Linked DNA regions of Sus scrofa: all the other regions are linked to region 2. The links are chromatin contacts, called in public Hi-C maps. All regions are on one chromosome and are shown on one strand. Each heading gives the region's core, a stretch centred on a gene start, on an enhancer-like site or on the middle of the called end of the contact. The rest is flanking DNA. Distances are from core to core; before and after follow the strand shown. Region 1 holds the start of LOC100156375 (cytochrome c oxidase assembly protein COX15 homolog). Region 2 holds the start of SLC25A28 (mitoferrin-2). Region 3 overlaps ENTPD7 (ectonucleoside triphosphate diphosphohydrolase 7).

Region 1 (3,173 bases), core at 31-2,530, 89 kb before region 2:
TCTGCAAAAACACAAAACATTGGCACTTTTCTCACTCAATAGTCTTTGTTTAGGAAAGCTGTGATTTTTTTCATAAAAAAAATTTTATTTGTGCTAATATGTAATGGATTTATTATGTTTTTTCAGTTAACATTTAAAAAAATTCCTGTTTTAATTTCTAATATGGCCCACAACGTTGTAAATCTACTATATTTCAATTAAAAATTAAATTTAAAAATTTCTGTAGTTTCTGCCATGGTTAAGAATCTAAACACAGGGGGCTGGGGTGGCTGTGGAGGCGTGGGTTCAATACCTGCCCTGGGGCAGTGGTTGCCTCAGCTCCCAAGTAGTTCACATCTGCAGTTCCCAGTCTATTTCCCGGCCCGGGAAATTCCATATGCTGTGGTTGTGGCCATAAAAAATGATTTAAAAAGTTCTAACATGGCCATTACCGATAATAAATACAAGGTCTCAATTTTCTAGGAGGGTAAAGGAGTCCTGAGACCCAAAAGTTTGACAACAACTGGTTTGGAGGAACCAAGAGTTCATGTAGGAGGCAGGCAGGGACCTGGCAAATTTCCTAGCACCTGCCAAGCCATCCCACGCTGGCGCGGCAGGAAGAACTTGGGACTTGCGGCAGACAAGCTCTACCACTTGGTAGCGGTGTCGCTTTAGAGACAATCCCCGCCTCCGCTGCAGCAGCTACAGGTTATTAAGCGGTCCCCACAGGTAAGGCACTGAGCTCGGCGCTCGATATCGAACCATCACAGCAACGGGGTAACGGAGGCAACGGTATCCTCGTGTGAATGGGAAACGCGAGGCGGAGAGAAGTTAACAAAATTGAACACGGTCGCATGACGAGACGCGGTAGCTCCGGGATTCGAACCCACACATCTAGTTCCAGAGCCAGGCCGCTCTCCCCGCCAGCGCCCCGGTTTCCACACATTTCCAAGAGCACGAGAAACTATTGCCAGAGAAGTCGCAATTAATCCACGGGCCAGACCCCCAGCCAGCCCGGCCCACACCCAAAAGCGAACTCAGGGACAGCCCTTTCCCCGCCCCCTTTCGCACCGGCCTTCCCGGAGGGTATCCGCGCCCGTTTCCGCTCCGAGGAGGCCCCCTGCCTCTTCATGCTCCACGGGTTCCTCCCTCGCGCGTCTACCGTTCCCACTCGAAAGTCTGGGTCCCGGCGCGCGACTGGAGAAGCGCGTCCTTACGGCTGCGCGCACCCCTGCGCGTCACCGACGCCCACGCCCCAGCAGCCCCCGCGAGAGCCCTGTCGCTAGCGCAGGCGCAGTCTCTGCTTGCCAGGGCCTCTGAAAAGGAAGGGCGCATCTGCGTGACCCGGAAGTGCTTCTCCAGTCGGTGGCGGAGAAAGGAGACTACTGAGAGTCAGGGGGTGAAGGCGGAGGTTGTGCACTGTTGCTAGTATGCAGCGATTACTCCTTCCGCCCTTGAAGGTCTTGATGGGGAACCCGTGTCTCCGACTCCTGGTTCCTAGGGCGGCGCCTAGGACGCAGGTACCGCACCGCAGCGGACTCTTGAGTCGCGGAAGCGGGCATGGGGTGAAAGGGTTCGGCTTGGAGAGAGAGAGCAAATTCTCACAGATCACATTTCCATAGCTACTTGGAGTTAACAACATGCATCGTTGTGTTCAGGGCCCCTGCGTCCGGATCCGGACCTACCATTTACTAGCTGTGTGATGTTAGTCAAGTTGGGAAACCTTTCCGTGCCTCAGTTTAGTCATCTTCAAGATGAGGAGAACAGCTACTTCATAAGGGTTGCTGTGAGGAGTAAATAATATATATCGAGGCTTAGCACATAGTAAAAGCTTAGTAATTTTTACCCGTATTTTTAATTTTTGCTCAAAAAGTCAGATTAGCGACTATAACCCCATTCTACAGGGAAAGAGTTTGAGACTTAATTTAAATTGTCTAAGTTAATTAGAAGCAGGAAACCCAAACATGGGTCTTTGGACTCTTAGGGATAGGGTCAGAAGAGGGTGTGTATTCGCCAAACTAAAAATTATTGAGTGATTATTATGTGTTAAAAACTGGAAGCAGAAAAATAAAATACCAAAAGTCTCCTACCCTAGAGGAAATCACAGTTCATTCATTTGTCAAATCTTTATTAAGATCTTGTTATGTACCGGAACTGTGTTTGAACAAAGATTTCAGGAGGAAAAGAGCCAGACTGACCACACTGTGCTACAGTTCAAAGCTGGTGGGAGATAAAGACAAATCTCTGTGTACTGAGTGGTACATTACAGTGTGTGATGGAGAGGTGCAGTGTGCTGTGGGAGTGACCCATTGGAGACATGTAGGAGTCTTCAAACACTTCCTAAAGGAAGTGACATTTAAGCTGAGACCTGCAGTAGTTATTGTCAATCAGGAGACAAGTTGTGCCCCAGTCAGAGAAAAAATCGTTTAAAGGCCCATAGGAGAGAGAAAATAGTCCATATTTAGGTGTAGAGTTAAGTCCGGGGGAAGTATGCAGAGACCAAAAGGTTCATGTAGTGCCAGGATGGATTGGAAGAGGGAAACCAGTTGGAGGGTGGATGCAGAAGTCCAGATAAGAGATGATTTTCCAGGGCTGTAGCAATGGAGATGTGGCCATTGAGGGTACTCCACACCAAAGTGAGATTGAGTGTGAGTAGTAGTAGAGTGAGGTCTTTCCTTCTTTCTCCAGTTTTAATTTGTCTGTCTTGGTCTTTAGTGTGGTTGCAGCTGTGGGATCAGGCACTCCTTGAGGCCAGGGCAATATAGCACCATCACTGAAGTAGGTTTGCAGTCTGGAAGGGGTACAGTGTCCCTTCCTTCAAAGGCTGCTGAGCGGGTGGTGGGCCGATGGCTCCTGGTCTGCAGTGGAACAGTGGCTGGAGCAGTTATTCTTGGTGGAGTAACTAGGTGAGTAATTTGTTCATAGTGCGTCAGCTATTTGTGTCATCAGTAGAAATGCAGGATGGGGGAGGGGGAGGGAACTTAGAAATCGTCTAGTCCCACATTTTACATACGCAGAAACGAAGGCCTACAGAGGGATCATGTCTGATGGCTTGCCCAGCAATAGAACAGTTTGGGGTTTTACTAGTAGGAACCCTTCATAAAGAGTGATTCAGTTCTTAACTGTTAGCTGTGCATTATTTGCGTGATTTACCCCTACCATCAGTTTTAATTTGTCTCAAAAGTTTTTGTACA
Region 2 (3,546 bases), core at 416-2,915:
AGGTTGAGATCAAAAGGTTAAATAGCCACTGCCAAAGAGGAAGAGAATGAGGTTTTGGGGGTTTTTTTTAGTTAAAAAAACAAAACCCAGGATTTACTCTGTGGCTCAGCGGGGTTAAAGACCTGGCATTGTCATTGCAGTTGCGGTTGCTGCTGTGATGCAGATTCCACCCCTGTCCTGGGAACTTCCGTATGCCAGGGTCATGGCCAAAAACAAAACTCAAAAAACCGGAAGCGCAGAGAAGGGCTAAGCTTAGGGAGAAAAAAGAAAAACCTTTAAAGAAAGGCTAGAAACAGATTTTTTTTTCTAAAGTTCAGAATTACATCATCATCTCAGTAAAACAGGGAGTGAAGATCTGGAAACACTGGGGGAACCTGTGCAAATACGCTCCAGTGAAGGGAGATTAAAGAAGCTGGGCAGATGAAGTGGGCCAAGTCTGTCTTCCTCAACCGAGCCGGCAACTCTTAGCGATGCACCTGCGCAACGTCCCGTCCGGGAGATGGTGCCCAAGGCTGGGAATTGCTGGAACTGTTCTCTAACCAGTGAGCTCTCCTCTGAGACTCCAGCCCACCCGCCTGGGAGGGACAGCGGTCTCACCACAGAAGGAAACCGTCACTGGTCGGAGGGGTTCACCAATGAGTCAGCTCTGGGACAAGCTGTGCGTCCGACAAGTTTCCACATAGTTGCTGTGCTTCCCTACAAACATAGGCAGCTGCCACCAGCCTGGCCTCCCCATCCGTCTTCGTCTCTGAATCATCCCGCCTTATTTCGACATTTCCCTTCTCCTCCAGCTCTCTGCCTGGCGTAGGACCTAACAGCAGGCTTCCGGAGAACTCATTCACTCAACAACTGCAGGGTTTACTGGGTGAATGCGGGGCAAGCCCAGTGCCAGGCACTGGGGGCTGAAGAGCACAAGGCCTTCAGGAGTCCGCCCGCGCGCAGCCCTGAAGGACCAACACTCTCGATCTGACCTTAGTTTAACGGGCTGCTGCCAGCATGTCGCAACAGTTTTACCGACAAGTCGGCGGGCCACGCCAGGGGATGCCCGGCCCAGGCCCGCCCCGCCCCACGCCATCCAGAGATCCCGCGGGAACAGAGCTCTCGAGCCAAGGCCACCCGCCAGCAAGCGATCCTCGAGTCTCGGGATTCGGGGCGGGGGCTCGAGAACGGGTCCTAACGGCATCCGTCAGCGGTTTGACCTTGAAAACCTGGCACCGCCCTCCCCTTCCACCCCCCCCGTCTTCACCCCACCAAACCCGGCTGCAGTGCCCACAGCCTCACCGGCGCCAGTCCGGGGCCCAAATTCCGCCTCGATAGCCCCTGGCGCTTCGCCCTCTTGCTGTAGCCAATCAGATTCCGACGTGGTGCTGGCCAATGGCCGCGGTCAAAGTATCAAGAGTGGTTGAGCCTATCAAAGTTTAGCCTTAAGTTTCTCCCGCCCTCTAGAAAAGTCGGAGGGCGGGTTTATCTTACATGTCGGCCAATCAAATGGCCAATAAACAAGACACCTCCAAGATCAAAGGGGAAGGGGTGGGATCTAAGCAGTAGCAACGCCGCGGGGCGGAGGAATGACAGGCAACTTTACTAATACCACAGACATATTTTTTCTACGTAAACTAAGGGGAGGGGCTATCTTGGCGGCTGCACCAATGGCTGGTTGAGGGGCGTGTCTTCGGGGCCAAGCGGGAGCCCGAGGCCCCGGGCTCCCTGGGCCGCGCCTGAGGCAGACGCAACGGGGCTGGGGGGCGGCGGCGGCAGTGGCGGCGGCAGCGGCGGCAGCGGGGGTGGGCGCCGCAGCTGGCCTGGGTGGATGGAGTTGGAGGGGCGGGGTACTGGCGGTGTGGCGGGGGGGCCGGCAGCGGGGCCGGGGCGGAGCCCCGGGGAGTCGGCGCTGCTGGAAGGGTGGCTGCAGCGGGGCGTGGGCCGGGGGGCCAGCGGCGGGGAGGCCGGGGCCTGCAGGCCCCCGGTAAGGCAGGATCCGGACTCCGGCCCAGACTACGAGGCGCTGCCGGCTGGAGCCACTGTCACCACGCACATGGTGGCGGGCGCCGTGGCAGGAATCCTGGAGCACTGCGTGATGTACCCCATCGACTGCGTCAAGGTGAGACCTGGACCTGTTCTGAACCCAACCTGGGGCTGACCTGACCCCTGGGTCATGTCCGGAGTCAGGGTCTCAGCCGAGAGCCGGAGCCGACATGGGTTCCTTTCTGGCTCCTGTCACCAGCCACGCTATTCGACCATACTCCATGCAAGCAAGGTTCCGGTCAGGAATTGATTCCAGTTAGGAACCAGGACCATTTTCTAACCTTCAGTGAGATTTGAATCGGGACTCTGGAAAGAAAATCTGTCAGCCAAAGGCCTGGATCCCTGCTGGGACTAAACAGGAGTAGGGTCGGGTGGGAAGGGAGCAGGTAAGTGCTACTAACTTGATTAAGGTGAAGCCTACTGAAGACCTTGAATAGGATCTTAATGGCTTGAGATGTTCTCTGGCAAATGCTCTTACAAGCTTCTTGCTGTGTTTTCCCTTAAAAGAGACAGGGCAGGAACCAGAATCTGGGATCTCTCAGTTAGATAAAGGATTTCCTTATTAAATCTTAACCCATGAGTGATTTGAAATCACTGTGCAGTCAGAATTCAGAGTTCCTGACTGGAAATAATGTGGGAAAGATGATGTTCAGGAAAAAGTTTCGGTTTCTCTATGCAGCAAGCATGATACCCCACCTATTTCCTGACCATGAAAATTGAGCTGGGATGGGGATTGTGTATGTGCAGGGAGCACAGTGGCCCTCAAAGGAGAAATGGACCTCATGGTGTATTTTTTAGCCACTTGAGGTAGACAACAAGAGAAAAGTTGCTTAGAAGGGAAGCATGGCAATACTGGAAAGTAGATGTTAGTGTGAAGAAAATAAAATCGGATCCATACGAGGATGTGATTCATGTGAAAGTAAAACTTAATTTTTTTATCCACACCAAGCAGCCTGATGAGTGGGTCCAAGAAGTCAGGTACTTGTGAGAAAAGCTGGGTGAAGAGGGGAACAGATTCTTTACAGTTCTTTTTCTTATGCGTTAGCAAAGGAACCACCACTAAATAAACTGAGTGAGAAGTACACTCAGGGAGACTTGAAATAAGTATAATGACAGAGACTGTTTCCTCCTTTACATGTTAAGGGCAATAGTCAAACAGTATTCTCACAGTTCTAAGACAATGTGTTTTCTCCTCAAATTAGGAAAATGTTACATATTCAGGAGGAGAGCATCACCTTGGGAGATGCAAAGTCTCTCTCTTCTGCTTCTCTCTGGTTCCAGTACCCTTGCATGTTTTCATTAGTGATGTGAATGAGGAAATGGAGAAAGTGCTCATTAAGCTTTGTGAATAACACTGCGTTGGTAGTATTCTAGCACATTGCAAGTGAACTCCTACCGAGGGCCATGCCCATTGAAAGGGGTAAATGCACTTGGCTAAAGTGGATATTCGAATTTTAAATACCCATGTCAATTGAGAGGAATAGAAATAAACAGTAGAATCCATGAGAGAGAAGTAAGAGG
Region 3 (3,149 bases), core at 587-3,086, 70 kb before region 2:
ATAATGTTTGTCTGGGATCCTTGCTTGCAGAGAAGGACTTTTATGAAGCTAATAAGGGGCAGAACCTTCACCACCAGTGGTTTTAACAGGCTAAACTGGCAGGTGCTCAGTAGGAGGGGCTGCTTAGGAAAGGAGCAGGGCCACCTCAGACAGAAGTGCGGAATGGAGGACTGGTAAGCTGCCAGAGGGCATGTGAGTGGCTGCAGTACTTAAAAAGGAGATGCTCAACTTGCCTGAAGTCACGCATGCATGGCTGTACATATCCTATGATTCAGAATTTTTTTTCAACTTTGTTTTTTATAAAAATGGAAAGCAGCAGTTAAATATAAAAAGTAGAAAGCCCTTATAGTATGAGTAATGACTCGGTTTTACAAATAAAAGGATCTTATTGCCCAGACTTGCAGAGAAAATGGTCTGAGGATGTGTCCCTCTATCCCTCTAATAATCGTACTGACAAACAGAAATAATGAACTACTGGGGGGGGGGGGGAAGGAAGCACTCGTGTAATAATACAAGGGAAATCTATTAGGATATTTTTTTAAAAGTCCTCATTTTTTAACAACTACTTTTTGTAATACCAACAAATCTTCTGAAATTTGACAGAGCATCTGGCCCTAATGGCAGGACTCTGAAATTAGCATAATCTAAGAGAATAGTTTGGGAGAATTTGAAACATACGCCACTACTTCTACCTTAATTCCAAATCAAGTTTCATCACACACCACAGCAAAAAGGGAAATCAGATACTAGTTCTGAATTGCTTTAAAAAGTTTAAAAACAACAAAAAGAAACAGCACTCTGTTTCTATAAGAGAGTCTAAGAATTGCCCAGTAATTACAATCAAGTTCCTTAATGAGGTAGATCTAATAAACATTTATACCTTAAATAATTTAGATTGTAACCATAACATGAATTGCGTGGATGCTGTGGTTAAGAAAATTGTATAAAATTGAGCAAATTATTTTAAAAAGAGACATTTAAGGAGTTCCCGTTGCGGCTCAGCGATTAACGAACTCAGCTAATATTCATGAGGATGCAAGTTTGATCCCTAGCCTCGCTCAGTGGGTTAACGATCCATCGTTTCCATGATCTGTGGTCACAGATACGGCTCGGATCCTAAGCTGCTGCGGCTGTGACTGTGCCTGACACCTGCAGCTCCGATACAACTTCTAGCCCGGTAACTTCTGTATGCTGCAGGTAATGGTCCTAAAAAGCCAAAAAAAAAAAAAAAAAATTTAAAGAATTGAAAGAAATCCAGAAGCTAGAATAGATGCAGTGAAAACCTGATACTATTTCTAACAAAGTATGTCTTTCATATTTTATTCTTAAATGTGAGCAATCAAATGAGTATCAGAAGCAGTGATAAAGATTGAGCATGGTTAGTGGCAGTCAGCTGTATTTTATATGTATTCTGTTGAAATAAACAGCCTTGCAGGAAGATTCTGTCAATGAGCATTTCATTTGCATGTATTACTATTGTTCTGAGTGTCAGTTTCATCATCCATAAAATCAAGGGGGTTAACCAGAAATCTCTAAAATCTCAGCTTTAAACATCTTGTTTTCTGAAACTGATGAGTACTGATTGCTACTGGAAACTCCATTCCCATCAACCTTAATGCCAGGGGCTATGGATAAAGTAAAGATGATCACAGGCTCTTCTGGGTAGCCTGGTCTTCTAAACCCAAGGGCCACAATCCTCTTCCTGAAACTACTTGTCACTTCTCTACCTTTCCTGCCTTTAGTTCCTTAAGCCAACTGTTCTCAGATCATCTTGTCTAGCCACCTTGTTTACAGATGACGAATGAACCAGAGAGGGCACGTGACTTACCTGGGGTATCAGAGTTAATTAATGACAGAGCCAGGGCTAGAATCCAGTCTGCTGTTCGGAAGCCCAGTGTTCCTTGCCCTAAATCATACCACCCACTTGTCTTTCACTGACGAAAAGCAAAACACAAAACTGTAAGAATAGAGGTGGGGTGGGAGCATCTATTTAGGTAATACCAACAAGCCAGTTATTGTATCTCAAATATGTAAATATGGAGGTGATAACAAATGTTAATGCCTAACTAGTGACTAGCTTAGCAAGTGCATGGCAGACTCAAATCAACAGCATTTTAATAATCACTGCCTAAGGCCTTTGAAGTTAAATAAATTTCTTACGCTGAGGAGGGCAGAGGCAGAGTACTTTGAGTAACATTAGGAGAATAAATACAAGGTTGGTGGAAACTGATTAAAATTCCCTAGAACAAGGAAAATCAAAGAGCTAAAGGTACAGAGAGAAAGATGGTATAGTTTGGCTTAGAGCTAGCAGCAACTTAAGTGAATGTAATGCCATATAATTGGGTATTATACATATTTTCATTATGTTCTCATGACAAGAATTCAGAGAAAAGTGATAGATGGTGCCAGTGCAAAGAATAATAAAGCCTCACTCCTATAAGCCACTGACTCAATTTTGACATTTGTGACATATCCCAGTAATAAAAGCACTAGAACAGTTCAGGGTCACTGCTGCTGTTATAAAGAAAACTGCTTGATAAGATTCAAAGGAACCAGTGGAATGTAAATTTTATGAAACCATCATTATTTTCACAGGGGAACCACACAAAATGCAGAAATGGAAATGAAAAAGACATCTTTAAAAATAGAGGGCTAAAAGGGGGTTAAATGTAAGATGGACTGTCTGATTCTCTAAGTAGGAGTATTTCATTATAAGAAGGCAATATATATAATTGCTCCTCAGCAAGGTTTTAATGGTTTCTGTTTCTAGCTACTGAGATTTCATTGAAAGTTTTTAATTGGGAGCAATGGAAGAAGCACAGTACCAAGGAGCAGATACTCAGTTTTTCTGAGTGGTACAATGCAAATGTGTCCTTGTTTTTATACCATGAACTCTGAGCCATCTACTCATGGGAATAAAGACAAGCCTAGATCCTATGATATTAAAATAATAAACAGGATATAACACACTAAAATTCAAAGACTAGTTAAAATAAATAAGAAATACATTTATATGGAAAAAAGATAAACAGGTATCCTGAGTTTCTCAACTATAAAAAGAACAAAGTAATATCAATCTGAAAGGTGGTCATGATGATTAAATAACATACATAAAATTCTTTACTATACCATTTTTTTTTTTTTTTTAA

The links. Hi-C and Micro-C count contacts between places; a contact is called where the count stands out from the background.
Region 1: a contact with region 2 is called in a Hi-C map of skeletal muscle, with 2.5 times the contacts expected there. The contact joins the promoter of LOC100156375 here to the promoter of SLC25A28 in region 2. A contact is called at or near these places in 4 of 47 Hi-C or Micro-C datasets (brain, heart right ventricle, liver and 1 more) and 2 of 2 datasets of contacts at active chromatin or transcription factors (alveolar macrophages and skeletal muscle).
Region 3: a contact with region 2 is called in a Hi-C map of liver, with 4 times the contacts expected there. The contact joins the enhancer-like site here to the promoter of SLC25A28 in region 2. A contact is called at or near these places in 6 of 47 Hi-C or Micro-C datasets (alveolar macrophages, blood, embryonic fibroblasts and 1 more) and 1 of 2 datasets of contacts at active chromatin or transcription factors (alveolar macrophages).

Annotation. Positions count from the first base shown.
Region 1 is chr14:110,893,151-110,896,323 of Sscrofa11.1, reverse strand. LOC100156375 (cytochrome c oxidase assembly protein COX15 homolog) reads left to right here and starts at 1,280. Exons shown (of 9, transcript XM_001929331.5): 1 at 1,280-1,499; 2 at 2,695-2,885. The coding sequence starts at 1,410. It overlaps CUTC (copper homeostasis protein cutC homolog), which reads right to left and starts at 1,261. Exons shown (of 9, transcript XM_021072322.1): 1 at 1,051-1,261. The coding sequence starts at 1,111.
Region 2 is chr14:110,803,750-110,807,295 of Sscrofa11.1, reverse strand. It overlaps SLC25A28 (mitoferrin-2), which reads left to right and starts at 1,665. Exons shown (of 4, transcript XM_003133165.4): 1 at 1,665-2,101. The coding sequence starts at 1,811. LOC110256623 (a long non-coding RNA gene) reads right to left here and starts at 1,565. Exons shown (of 2, transcript XR_002338384.1): 1 at 1,282-1,565; 2 at 1-696.
Region 3 is chr14:110,873,903-110,877,051 of Sscrofa11.1, reverse strand. ENTPD7 (ectonucleoside triphosphate diphosphohydrolase 7) reads right to left here. Exons shown (of 13, transcript XM_003359322.4): 13 at 1-3,149. It overlaps LOC100156375 (cytochrome c oxidase assembly protein COX15 homolog), which reads left to right. Exons shown (of 9, transcript XM_001929331.5): 9 at 1-1,438. Among named protein-coding and RNA genes, the nearest start is that of CUTC, 20 kb to the left of the region's middle. Within about 2 kb of position 1,836, at least 6 of the 83 cell types and tissues checked have an H3K27ac peak or open chromatin away from gene starts, as enhancers often do. A contact at or near this core is called in liver, where this site is marked.